2 separate regions of the Rattus norvegicus genome follow, and region 2 is linked to region 1. Evidence: chromatin contacts called from public Hi-C data. All regions are on one chromosome and are shown on one strand. Each heading gives the region's core, a stretch centred on a gene start, on an enhancer-like site or on the middle of the called end of the contact. The rest is flanking DNA. Distances are from core to core; before and after follow the strand shown.

Region 1 (6,879 bases), core at 2,277-4,776:
TCAGCCTATGGATCGAGATCCCCTCTGGGGTCAAATGACCCTTTCATAGAGGTAGCCTAAGACCATTGGAAAACACAGATATTTACATTATGATTCGTAACAGTAGCAAAATTATAGTTAAGTAGAAATGAAATAGTTTTATGGTCTGGGGGATCAGCACACCATGAGGAACTATATGAAAGGGTTGAAGTGTTGTGGAGGTTGAGAACCAGTGGGTTTGAGGATCTGCTGACCGTAAAACCAAAGCTCTTAATCTCCCTGTCCAGTTAAAGAATCTAGAAACATATGATTACACAGCAGCCGTCCACAGAAACACACCACTAACCCTCTGCTCCCTGCTGTGTATCGGATCCCAAGAGAAGCAGGAATTAAGCTTGTCACCTTATACCCCCACCTAGGCACTCAAGTGGATGACGATGAAATGCTGAGACAAAGGCTACATTTCAGGAGACATTTCCCTTTGCATGGGAGAGTTGTAGTTTTTGTTTCCTTTTTTTTTTTTTTTTTTTAGCGATTCTTTCTTTCTTCCCCAAGCTGGCAGAAATTTCCTTAACTGAATTCTGAGTTTGCATTTGTACCCTGAGCAATGGAGGCCACTACACCAGCTGCACCCCTGCCCTCAGCGAAGAATCCGGGTGCTACAACTTTAAGCTGTTGCCAATCTTTCCTTTGCAAGGGATGAATCAGCTTATACCCAGAGGTCAGCAAACTCTTTGTAGTCTGCGACTTCTTCTGCTCAGTCTCTCCTCACATGGGCTCTCTCTGCTGCTCAGGGTGAAGAAGATGGCGGTGTAGAAATTACCCTCTTCAAAGTTAGGGCTCTTTTTTGGTAAGCAGCAGAGTGTCCCAGAAAACAGCGGCAGCATGTAGAATGGGACTCCAGCTCAGGAGGGCCAAGAATTCTGACAGAGTATGGCAGAAGTCTTGCTCAGTTGCTAGTCCCTGTTTCTTCGTACTCAGGTGCAGTATTTTTCTACTACAGAAGAGCTCTCTCTAGTCCCCAAACCCAGTAATGGCCATGCCCCATATCCTTATACTTCTTCACTTCAAGGGAGTATATTCTGAGAATCAGTCCAGTCCTGAGCCTCCAGCGAGGCCTTCTGATTCTCCACTGGGTGTCAGCGTCTTTCTGAAGAAGGCAGGGCCCACTACATGGCTCGACCCATGCATGGCAAGACACAGAACACACTGACCATGCTTGCTGTCAGTTTGCTCTCTACCCCACTCATGTGACAGCTCGGGAAACACCTTCAGCCTTTGCCAAATGGTCCAGCTCAGCTTGTTTCCTTTGCTGTCTGATTCCCAGAAAATTCTGACACTGGTCTTATATCCCTAAACTCCAACGGGGGCTTCTCTCCGAATGAATCCTAATGGGGAGGGGGTCTATAAAACCTTAGACAATGTTTTTATTTCTTGGATTCAGAGTTACCTACCTATGTCTGTTTCTTAAAAACAAACTGTGTTTAGTGTTCGAGCCATGTCTTACTTCTGCCTCCCCGCTCCCTTGTTCTGCTTACACAGTGACATTGTGATGCAATGTGGGAAATGTTTACTTCTTTTTGATCAGATAGCAGAATTAGTAGTCACCATGGCAAATATTTACTTCTGAGCTGGCATCCTCCTTTGGACTCAAACATATAAACACCCATGCACCCCAAATGTTCCTTTTTTAAGCAACCCCAAACTGTGGTGTGGTAGGCTGAGCAGAGAAGGACCCTGCCAACTGACTAAGGCATATTTTTCTTTCATAAAAAAAAATCTGCTTTGTCTCTGTCAAATTCTGCCCTTTTCTTCCCATGGCCTTGAGATGGGTTCTCCCTCTCCTCAAGACTGGTTGTATAAATGTGGTCACATTTCTCACACATGTACACCGGAAAGCTCTTAGAGCAGGCAGAAAGAGCAAACATGTCGATTTTAGTGCAGAAGAAAAAAAAAACAAATTGTTGCTTTTTAGATAGTACATTCTAGTAAAGGATGGCTTGAAATTCATGGAAATCCTCCTGTCTCAGTCTCCTGATGCTGGGGTTATAGATGTAAGTCACCATGCCCTACTTAAGAAAAAATTTTAAATTGCTGTTGTGACTCAGAAAATATCCAGCACCATAGCCCGAGCTCCATTGGGACAGCTGGTGTGCTCTGCTCTGAATTGGACCCTGCACTGGCTAAGAAAGAGGATAACCATTAAGTTTCTGGCAAATGTTCTTAAATATTCCAACTAGGTTTGGTAGTGTTTACTCTCTGCTTTTTAACATTACTATCCAAAAATGCAAAGTCTGTGTGTGGTTCTCACTTACAACATGCCCGATGTTACTGTTATGTAGACTGGGCTGCAGTATTTTAGTCCTCATAAAATTAATTTTTAGCCATACACTTTTCATATTCGGTGTGTCGTTTTGAAGTGTAGCCACGGGGCAGCACAGCAGTGCCCCGATCAGTCGTGGCACAGGATGCTGACCTTAGAAGGTTCTAAGGAAGCAGAAGACTCCTAATGTCTGAGAGCACTGGAGTCACGCTCAGGCGGCAGCAGAACGCATCGCTCACATGGTTTATGGTGATGCTAGCCTAAACAAACCTACTCGTGCTGCCCATCAGTCATATAAAAGCATAGTACATGCAATTATGCATGGTGCAGAACACTTGATGAGCATGATAAGCAGTCGTTTATTGGTTTGTGTAGTGACTATACTATACTTTAAAAAATATTTATTTTTATTACTTTAAAAGTATGTGTGTGTGAGAGTGTGGCTCATCCACACCAGGGCAGATGCTTGCGGAGTCCGGAAGAGGGTGCTAGATCCCCTGGAGCTGGAATTGTAGGAGGTTGTGAACCTCCCAACACAGATGCTTGGATCATTCACAAGAGCAGGGCGGCAAGTGCTCTTCACTGCTTAGCCATCTCTCGATCCTCTATTTACATGAGTCTGCGTGTGTGTGTGTGTGTGTATGTGTGTGTGTGTGTGTGTAAGTGAGTGTGAGTCTGTGTCTGCTTGTGTGTATATATATGTATATATGTGTGTATGTGTGTACCTGTGTGTGAGTGTGTATGTATATGTGAGCATATGTGTGAGAGTGTGTGTTTATATATGTGTGTATGTGTGAGTGTGTGTATGACTGTGTGTGAGTGTGTAAGTGTGAGTGTATGAGTGTGAGTGTGTGTGAAAGTGTGTGTGAAAGTGTGTGTGAGTGTGTGTATGTGTGTGTGAATATATACAGCCATGTGTGTAGGTGTGGGTGTTGTGCATGCCTCTCTGCACATGTGTATCCCAGAAGAGGGTTTCAGATCTCTCAAAGCTGGAGTTGCTGGAATGTTCTTATGCAGTTGCTGGAATCTGAACTCTGGTCCTCCTGATTACTCAGCAAGCATTCATAGCAACTCAGTCATCTCTCCAGCCTGTATGCTTTTAGTCATCATTTTAAAGAGTACTGTTTATTGTGGAGAGAAATAATTACGGTGAAGCATAATACTGTGCCAACAGTAGCCAAATACATCTCTGATTACAGCATCTCTTGATTGCATCAAGGGGTAATAGTGGGTGAGTGACCTCTACTTTCAAGGTTTGTGTAAGCTGTGCTCAGTGATGTTCAGATACAATTGTGAAACTAACAACTCGTTCCTCACAGTAAGTCTCTTCTGTTAAGCTTCATGTGACTGTACATCAGTCTTGCCTCTGAATGAATGTGATAAGGTAATAACTATTCTGAATTAATAGTTTTGTAAATCACAGTGCCACATGGTAGGAAGAGATTTAACTTAGAGACCGAGACATGAATTCTGGAGTCAAAGAATCTACAAATCTTCCCTGATATGAATCAATGAAGAAGACAAATCAGAAGAGAAATTCTATGTAAAATTTAATGTAAAATTCCTGTAAACAAATGAGAAGAAAAGAATACCATTAAAGTCACCTCCTGATAACAACCACATTCAGAGAAAGCACCAGTGGCTAATGAGACTGGAACAAGAAATGTGTGGAAGAATGGGCCTGCATAGTCTCAAACTCTCTTTACATGTCATTAATTGCAAAATTGATAACTTTATTGTGGAAAAACCCAGCAGATACCATTTTCACCATGAGCTCAACATTCCTGTTGCTGGAAATGGGACAAGGCGACCTCAGGTGCCCACTGTTGTGATATGTGTGTGTGCCCCAAATTCAGAACTTGAGTTTTATCACAAGGAAGCATCAGATAAACCTAAATTTCAGGTGGTTCTTTAGGGTAACTGACGTGTACCCCTTAAACCTATCAAGGTCCTGAAAGACAGAGAACAGAGTCAGGGCTGTTTCAGAGTAAAGGAAACCGGTAAGGTGCGACTCAATCGGGCTGATCCCACTAAGGAAAAGTTGCTGAAATTTGAACCAAGTCCATATTGTTTTAATGTTAGTTTCTTCATAATGTAATTTTAGTGTGATCATGACAGAGGATATTCTTGCTTTTAGAGCACTTAGTGAAGTGTTTAGAGCGGAAGGAGAGAGAGGATGAGATTCTTGTCCTAGCTCTGATAACCAAAAGACTCAGGACGAGATACTCATTTAAACAGTGGGCGCATTTCTTCTTCTGTAAGATGGGAGCTTGTGCTAATTAAAATGTCTTCAGATTATTATCCTCCTGAAGCAGCACCAGCTGGGAGGTAGTAAGAAATGTAAATGCTTAAGTTCCATCCCAGATGAGAACCAGAAACTTTAAGAATACTCTGGTGTCCTTGAAACACACTCAGGTTTGAATAGCACCATCGTCACTGATGATGACCACGGGAGAGATGGCTCAGTGGTTAAGAGCACTGACTGCTCTTCCAGAGGTCCTGAGTTCAATTCCCAGCAACCACATGGCGGGGCACAACCATCTGTAATGAGATCTGATGCCCTCTTCTGGTGTGTCTGAAGACAGCTACAGTGTACTTATAAATAAAATAAATAAATCTTTTTTAAAAAAAATCTCTTTAGCCCCAGCCTTAATGTTCTCTGGTCCAAAAGGCACCCTTCTTCCAGTTCATTTGTCATTTTCTTGGTACCAACAAAGGGCTGGCCAGGGACCTGGGAGAGCTGGAACTACGGAAGCATGGTTCTCCTCCCAGGCAGTCAGACTTGGTCTCTGCTTATAGTGGATACAGATTAAACGTAAAGCATTTAATAACCCCACTTGGCTTGAGGACCATAAAAGAAACAGAGTAATGCATAATTAAGTTCCATGTGGTGCCTTATCTGCCTCTTACTAAAACGCCTGAGCCAGCCGTTCCCGGAAGGAGGGCGGAGAATCATCCCTGCACATTTCTATTGAAATGTTCACTCTTTCCTCATCATGGGGCAAACATCCTGGATGGCTCCAGGGATGTGACTCTTTCCTAGCGCCTTCTAAAGATGTTTTACACGTGCAGAGTCTAACCTGTGACCTGAAAAAGTATTTAAGCTTGCTTCTGGTTGGCTGTTATGAGACAGGATTTCTCTGTGTAGCCCTGGCTTTGCAGACCAAACTGGCCTCGAACTCACATACCCGCTTGCCTCTCCCTCCTGAGTGCTTGGATTAAAGAGTGCGCCACCACTGTCCAGCTGGAATTGGTATTTTAGCCTCAAATTTCTTTTACTTCAACTTTTAGTCTTTTTCATTTTGCATTCTTACTTATCGAACTACTATATATTTATATGATCCTAATTCAAATGACATGAAGGTCTCTGTAGAAAAAAAGATCTATATGCACCCCCCATCCTTTCTTCCTCTCATCGCTCCCCCCCCTAGTCCTCCAGGATCAATTTCTAATTGATTAATGATTGATTTTAAGATTAGGTCTCACAAAGTTGCCCAGGCTGGCCTCAAACTTCTGAGAAGCTGAGACTGCAGTCTTGTATCACTGTGCCTGGCTTCAATATACACTTGGCACCTGAAGTTGATTACATCCAAAAACGCACTGATCATCTTCCAACACTGGGCACATTTTATTTAAGCTTCTGTGCCATTGCTTGTGTGGGATCATAGTGAGAGTGACCCTCTCCTCACAGGGCTCTTCCTTCCTCAGAGTGGCACTTGGAAGTGCACAGTTGAGGAACTCGGCACCCAGTAAAAGTTAAATCCTGATGACCCAGTAATAATCATAATCAGAAAAGAAAACTCTTCTTGCATTAAATATCCGGGCATGGTTTTGTCTCTCCCTTTCATCCCCCACTATCTCCATTTCCCCAGTCTTCCAAAATAGCAACCTCTGGGGTCCCCGCCCCCACCCCCGCCATCTTCCCTTCCATTTGGTCTTGTCACAACTCACATTGTTCCATCTTGGAATTTTGGCTGGAGCAAGAAGTCAGAAAATTCCCCGGGGTCCCGTCTGCCTTGTTCTCAAAGGCTCATGGGCCAAGCTTCCGAGAATACTTGTCTGCTGGGTCACACAGCCTGCCACAGATGCCTTCCAACGCTGTCTCCAGTGTCTCTTCCAGAATGTTGCTAGCAACATTAGTGCTTCATTCCTGACATCGCTGTTTCCTCCTGGGCCGAATGACAGAGACGGATATATTTAAACATGTGAGGTTTCCTGGCTGTCTTTGGTGCCGTAAGCCTCCCACCCTCGCTTAGACCTGGCCATTTTGAATCTCACAAATAGACAATCCTCATTTTTGCAAAATGAACATTCGAAAGAATATATCCTTCTATATAGCAAATATCCCAGTGCTTTTTTTTTTTTTTTTTTTTGGTTCTTTTTTTCGGAGCTGGGGACCGAACCCAGGGCCTTGCGCTTCCTAGGTAAGCGATCTACCACTGAGCTAAATCCCCAGCCCCAAATATCCCAGTCCTTAAACATGAGGGATGGCGTCTTGTCCTTGGAGGCAGGGAGAGGAGCAGGGCATGACTGCCTCACTGCCCTCAGTCAGCATTTTATGGATAGATGGCACCTTG
Region 2 (6,879 bases), core at 1,151-3,650, 64 kb before region 1:
ACAGAGTAGGGGAAAAGGCAAAGGACCTGCTGGCCCTTCCTGGTCTTGGTTCCCCCTGTAGGGCATCGTTCCCACACAGCTCTGCCTGTGGCCTGGCCTCTCCAGGAGTTGATAGTGAAGTGAGACGAAGCCCACATGTCACCCACTCAGGTCTGCTCTATGGGGCACGTGGAAACACGCAGGTCCCGGCAGGCTTGCTTGGTTTTCTGCTGCTGGATTGCCCAAGAGTGGGTAATTAATCATTTCTGGGCACTGAGAGATCCAAGAACATGGGGCTGGCCCCTGGTGAGGGCCCTCATATTCATCATTCCAACAGGGGGAACAAGAGGGGGCAAGACTGAGAGAGGAGGGAACTGCACTGTACAGCATTCATTCATTCATTCACTCATTCACTCAGTCATTCATTCAGGAAGGCAGAACCCTTGCAACTTAAGCCAGGCACCTCTCAGCTCCATTGCACTGGAGACAGAACTGACAATACAGGAACTGTGGGGGACACACTCCAGCCACAGGAACAGCACTCATGCGGAAGTGATGGTGACAGTTGCCACGCTGGAATTGGCTCCATGCTGAACTAGGAGTTGGGAGTGAGAAGCACAGTAGTCTCCTTGCTATTCTGCCATAGCCCCGACCCCACTAAACCTCCCACGGCCATTTACAAAATACACGTCTGTTCCTCTAGATTGGCATTACTCTGGTGGCATAAAACGGTAGAGATTGGAGAGGGAGGAGTTTAAACGTCCTCATTTTGCAAAAGACCCCACTTTGTAATTTTTCTAGAATACTTAATTAAGTATTCTGTGACCCCATGGAAGCTGCTTACCCTCTTTGAGTAGTTTGATGAGACCCTGTGTATTACGTATAACATAGGAGTCAGTTAAGTCACCATAGCAACAGCTCTTTTGCTCTCTAGCATCCTGAACATGGCACGGGCCGTTCGCCATGCTCCCCATGCCTTCTGCATCCCTATTCACAGGTCCTCCCCAATGGCTCTACCTCCTTTGACCCTCTTAAGCTTGGCTCCAGTTGTGTTTCCAGTAGCCCTCCCTCTGGTTCTGGCCCCTAAGTTCAAGCCCAGTGCCTCCCTCCTCTGTGCCTTGAGTCATCCCTGAGCAGCCTGCTCTTGGTGCCGTGTTAGGGGGAGTAATCTTAACTACAACCGCTTGCCAGGACAGTAATTCCACAATAGGGTCTTCCCCTCATCATGCTGAGCGAAGTCTGCAAGTACCAACGTGCCGGGAGAAGGAGGCTTGCCGGAGGAGAGCTGGGCCAACTGCCTCTTAGATTCTGCTGCATTCGGATGAAAAAAAGACAGGAGGGCTTGTCCATGGCTCCTCTCTCCAGCTGAGCCATCTCTCCAGCCCCCAGGACCCAGCAGGTTCTGGATCTCCCATACAGGTCCCCTCTCACCTCCCAGTGACCTCTGAGAGGTAGGGAGGGCATCTCCATTTTTATGGTATAAGAGATTAGAAAAACCCAGCAACTGGCTCTAGGCTAATTTTATGGCCAATGTAAGGCCAGCCAAAACCAGGAACTGTGTCTTCTTGTTCCAAGTTATTTTCTGTCACTCTTCTTCCCTTTGTTCTGATTCCTTTGTTCTCTCCTTTCTCAGAAATTTACATGCCTGCTATTTACCTAACCTGCCAAGAAACTCGGTCCCATAATTCCTTGAGAGACCCATCAAGTCCACACGGTCATTTCTACCTGAGGTACATTGAGGCCAGATGAATCTTTCTCAAAAGCCAGAGGGACTTCTGAGAGCCATGGCCTGCTCCCAGAGAAGGCAGTTCTGAAGCTTCCCTTCAACTGACCTCATGTCGTGGGCACCCTGGGGTGCAGTGGCCTTCGCCTCTGTAGTTTGTTCCCTTGAGTATGCTGTGTGTTTGATTTCCAACTGTGAGTGGAATAGCCAGTGCCCAGGGTAGCAGTAAGGGGGCTGTTATGTGGAATTCTAGAGGAGAATCAGAGATAAACTGGGACAGAACGGGACTGTGTGACATGAGTCGACGTCTCTTGCTCCAGTCCCCGATGGACGCTTAGTCCTGTGCGTGCTGTGTACAATGGATTTGGAGTTAATGGAAAGGGATGGGTCATGTGTGACTCAGTAATTAAGATGCAGCAGGGACCACCCAGAGCTCAGTGTCACAAATGCCACACCAGGAAGGTCTCACTAGACAAGAGGCTGATGGGAGCCCAAGTCAGCAAGACATGGCTTCCTCGAGCTCTTCTTCCACTATTGTGTTAAGTGCATGCAACAGTGTCAGAAATTCTAACTCACAAAACCGAAAACTCCAGAAAGAGGAGCTTTTCGGGGGAGGTACGGGGGCTTACAGAGGACATGACCAGAGTCCAGGGAAACTGTGGACCAAGCAGTCTGAGGAAATAAATTACGAGGTAGCAGATACTGGGACTGCGGCCAGAGGAAGGAGCTATTGGCCTGCAGAAAAGGCAAAGAGTAATTCCCCTGATGCAAAACAGAGGACCACGTCAGCAAAGTCAGAAATATCCAGCCTCTTTCGACTCTAACTCGCACTCACCTGAAGCCATCAACTAAAGCCACCAACCCTGAGCAACATGGTGGTGGTGGCTTCCATCATCAAGTGGTACAAAGCCTCAGCCTAGGTCTTCCTGCCTATGTGAAACCTATCTCTTGTCTGTGCCAAGGACACTGCCGCCCGCCTTTGACAGAGACCTAGCCCAGGCCTATCTTCCTTCTCAGGGAAGAGCTTTCTGTCTACGCTACTCACACCATGTGGCTGAGCTAGAAACACGTCCAGCGTTACCCCATAAGCATCGACCAGGAACTTTCCTTTTCATCAGCTGCCATGTGGATTTCAGAGAGCGTTTTGCGTCGTCCCGTTCCCCCCTGACATCTGAGAAAATTGTCGCAATCCAGCCGAGCTGTAAGATGACCCTGCCTGTGATAATAGGACACGGCTTAGCAAAGACAGCAAGGTCAGCTGACTGGGGTTCCGTGTTCTGCGAGCTGTTTCCACCGGACCGATTCACGATCAACTCTTTGTTTTCGCAAGGACTATCAGATGGTCACCGGGGATCAAGCCCATGTTTTGTGACAGTTAATCAGCAAAGAACCCTACAGATACACATAGAAGGAATGGATGCAAACAGCCAAGCTGGTATTTGTAATGAATTCCAGACAGACAACTTTGCATTGAACCATTAGCCTAAATTCGGTATTTCCAGCTCTTCCAAGATGGGCCTAGATGACTTTTTTTTCTGTGTAGTGGGGAATGCTTGGCATAGAAAATGTTTAAGATCTCCAGGCTTGTGCCAATTAGAATGAGTTAGATATACTACAGCACCAAACATCCCCAATCCTAGAATGGGTATAACAAGAGTTTAGTTAATTTTAGTTCACGTAAGATCTTCAGACGGCCTTTTAGGGCAACTTTCCTTGGGCATTGACTCGATATCATAATCGTTCATAGCTCTCTACACCTCCTGAATGCCATAGCAGAAGCGCAATTATGTCCTTCCCCCTTGAAGTGACGTATGCCGTATTTAACTTGCAAAAGCAAGTCCCCTGATCACACTGAACTCCAAGTCAGCATGTCACTTATCAATTCTTATAAAAACAAATGACCGACGAAGTCACACTTCTGACAACACAGTTTCTAATTTTGCACGACTCCTGAGTCAGCTGGAGAGCTCTTGTGCTGGATTTTCCTGGGCTCACAGAGACAATGGTATCTGGTGGGAGGATTAGTGGTTTGGTTGGCTCAGAAAGGCCACAATGTCCTTGTGCGCGTGTGTAGCCCTTGCTGCTGACTGTTGACTGTTCCCTGGGTACCTTGATGGCTTCTCATCCTCTAGCAGGCTCGGTTCACCTCCTTACACGAGGGTCCCAGGACAGTGTTCCAAAGAGGACAAAGCCAAAAGCTGTCGAATCTCTTGAGCCCAGACTCCAGAATTTATGCAATGCTGCCATGTTTCCTTGGCCAAGACTAGTTAGTAGCAAATGCAGCCCAAGTTCAAGTTGTATGGCAAGAATTTCCTGGTGTAGTTACACATCTCACAGACAGGCATTGGCCTATTAAATCAGGCGTGCACACAACCCATTCCTGCTACTCACGGTTCTGCAAAGTCACTGTGAACTCAGAATTAAATAACACTGAGTCGTGACTCCTGAGGAAATAGAGTGTATTCCTACAAGCCTCTGGCACAAAACCGCCCTAAACTAATCAACTCTCTAACCTTGTTTTTTCTCTACTTAGGGCTGTCTTATCTAATGCATACCATTGATTTGTAAACATTGAGCTCACAGCCAGCTCAGAGCCCACAGTGTGTTCAGCTCTTTGAAGTCTCACCCCGTCAAAGCTTACCTACATGCATGCCCTCAAGAGGCACACCATAGCATGTAATGAGCCAAGGAGCATCAACAGTGGGCACGATGTCACTAACTGTCCTCCACGGACACTTGTTAACAAAATCAGAGCTGAGACAAGATGGCAAAATATCACTTTGTTTTACACACAGCTGTGTGTCTGCAGCTCAAATTGTTACCTACTCTGCAGTCCCCACCCCCCAAAGACCACAAAAGCAACATGAGTCATCAGTATTGATTTTGAGATCACACATTAAGTTTTGCAAGGAGATAAGCTCACAAATATGGAAGCCACAAATAATAAGAACCAGTTGTACAGGGGAAAGGGATAATGGTGGAAAATTCATCATGTTTCCTGCATAGTCTCCTGTGGTTGCAAGTGAACATTTTATTTATTGTGACAATTCTCAAAGTCCTGTAATCAAATTCTCCACCCACCTTGGGTTTGCACTGATCGCTTTTAATTACTGTTCTGAGCTGGGATATATTCTTTCTTTTCCTCCTCTCTCTCTGTCTCTGTCTCTGTCTCTGTCTCTCTTAGAATTGAACCCCGAAACTCAAACATGTTAAACGAATGCTCTAAGTCCCCAGCCCCCGAACCTGAGTACCCACTGTCATGTGTACCCACTGAAGTTTCTGCCCACTTAGCCAGCTTGGTGCCATGCTGACGACTGAATAGGTTTCCTCAAACACTTGGAACCAGTAGATCTCCTGGACTTGCCTATTGGCTGTGTATGATCACTAGAGCATACCATGGACAGAAGCTGATCCTGGCTGGCTGTTCTGTTTTAGTCTTGGCTGCCTTCCTTTTGGAAGTCTGTATAAAAAATTGGCCTTTGTTTAGGAAGCCCCAAGGCCACCACCACCACCATCATCATCATCGTCGTCGTCATCATCATCGTCATCATTGTCGTCGTCGTCATCCTCATCATCCTCATCATCATCAAGTAAGGCTTTCTTACATGTCACATCCGTCTTACCGGTGTAGAAACTGAGAGGCAGAAAAGTTTAACAACTGACCTGAAGACACCCTGGACAGCATACAGTGACCGTAGGATGCAAATGGTAGTCTGATGCCAAAGCCTGTACAAAGCCTGGAATGCTTTTCCTTGCGGCTGAAGAAACAGGTTTAGAAAGCTTAAATGGCTGGAGGTCACACAGCTGGCAGGGGCCGATCTGCCTGGACCCAAAACTCATCCTGCTCTCCACTGTTTGCCCAAGTCACTGATGAGATGCCAGGAGGGAGGACAAAGGGTGGGCTTCAAGGTTCAGGCTGGAGGAGGCCTCCAATCAACTAATGCTTCTGTGGAGCCCTTTACACATATCACACACACATACACACACTCACACATGTACACACTCACACACTCACACACATATACACACTCACACACATATACACACTCACACACTAACACACTCTCTCACATACTCATATACACACTCACACACTCATGCACACACACATACTCACACACACTCACACATGCACACACTCACACACATACACACTCACACACTCACACACATACTCACACTCACACACACTCACATACTCTCACACACACACTGCAACAATGGTTATCTGAAGGTCAGCAAATGAACAAAATGACAGAGATTCAGAAAATGAGTTTCAGAAGGACAAACGTGGGGCCTTGCCTGGGTTTGGAGCAGGATTAAGGATCCTGTTCGTTGTACGCTGTGCGCTGGTATAATAAAACTGCACTGAAAGCTACATTCTGCTGGGTGTGGTACCGTTAATTGCATCACTCAGGAGGCAGAGGCAGGTGGCTCTCTGTGAGTTGGAGACCAGCCTGGCCTACATAGTGAGTCCCAGGCCAGCCAAGACTGGACAGTGAAAGCCTGTCTCATTAATGAGCAAACAAACAAAGTGGCGTCCAGTGGAAGTGAATCCTTTCTGTTGACTCTCTCTCAATTCCTGGACCTGAGGCCCCTCCAGCCAGTCAGCAGGTTCTTAGCCGACCCTCCCACCCACATGAGGCTCAAGATGGATGAGGCCCTGGTGAAGTTAAGGTCTAAAGTTCCATGGGTCCACCTACCCACTTCACCCTTTTTTTTTTGTCAATTCCTTTCCCTCACCCTGGATAACCCCACAGCTGACATCACTGAGAACTTAGCACACACACAAGAGGCGCACATCTTACCTACAAATGCCAGATGAGCTTCCAGTTCAGCTGGGGCTCCCTTTCGTGGTGCTCAGAGGACACACTCAAGAGAGGGTGTCAATGAAATTGCAGTTCTAATCAAACAGAAGCCCAATTGAAGCCTGCTCACTAACACAGCTCATTTACAGTCGCCCAGAGAGAATCCACTGTTCTGCGTGCAGTCTGAGTTCATCACAAAGACACAGGACTTGATTCCAGCCGTTTTAGCTCTATCTAATGGTGGATGTTTAAGGCACTAAACTCATGGTTGGACCTCAGGGTTCCCATAGGGAGAGGCCATCTGCTCCTTACTTCATAGTCGGGAGCCTCCCCATTGCAATGGTAAGAGTTTACTCTTCTACTCTGGTA

What was found. A called contact is a pair of places that touch in the nucleus more often than the background predicts.
Region 2: a Hi-C map of liver shows a contact between it and region 1, with 2.6 times the contacts expected there. The contact joins two enhancer-like sites. A contact is called at or near these places in 4 of 12 Hi-C or Micro-C datasets (the A7r5 cell line, hepatocytes, liver and 1 more).

What each region holds. Positions count from the first base shown.
Region 1 is chr13:71,671,263-71,678,141 of GRCr8, reverse strand. No RefSeq gene overlaps it. Among named protein-coding and RNA genes, the nearest start is that of Ralgps2, 68 kb to the right of the region's middle. Within about 2 kb of position 3,526, at least 5 of the 93 cell types and tissues checked have an H3K27ac peak or open chromatin away from gene starts, as enhancers often do. A contact at or near this core is called in liver, where this site is marked.
Region 2 is chr13:71,733,997-71,740,875 of GRCr8, reverse strand. No RefSeq gene overlaps it. Among named protein-coding and RNA genes, the nearest start is that of Tex35, 45 kb to the left of the region's middle. Within about 2 kb of position 2,400, at least 4 of the 93 cell types and tissues checked have an H3K27ac peak or open chromatin away from gene starts, as enhancers often do. A contact at or near this core is called in liver, where this site is marked.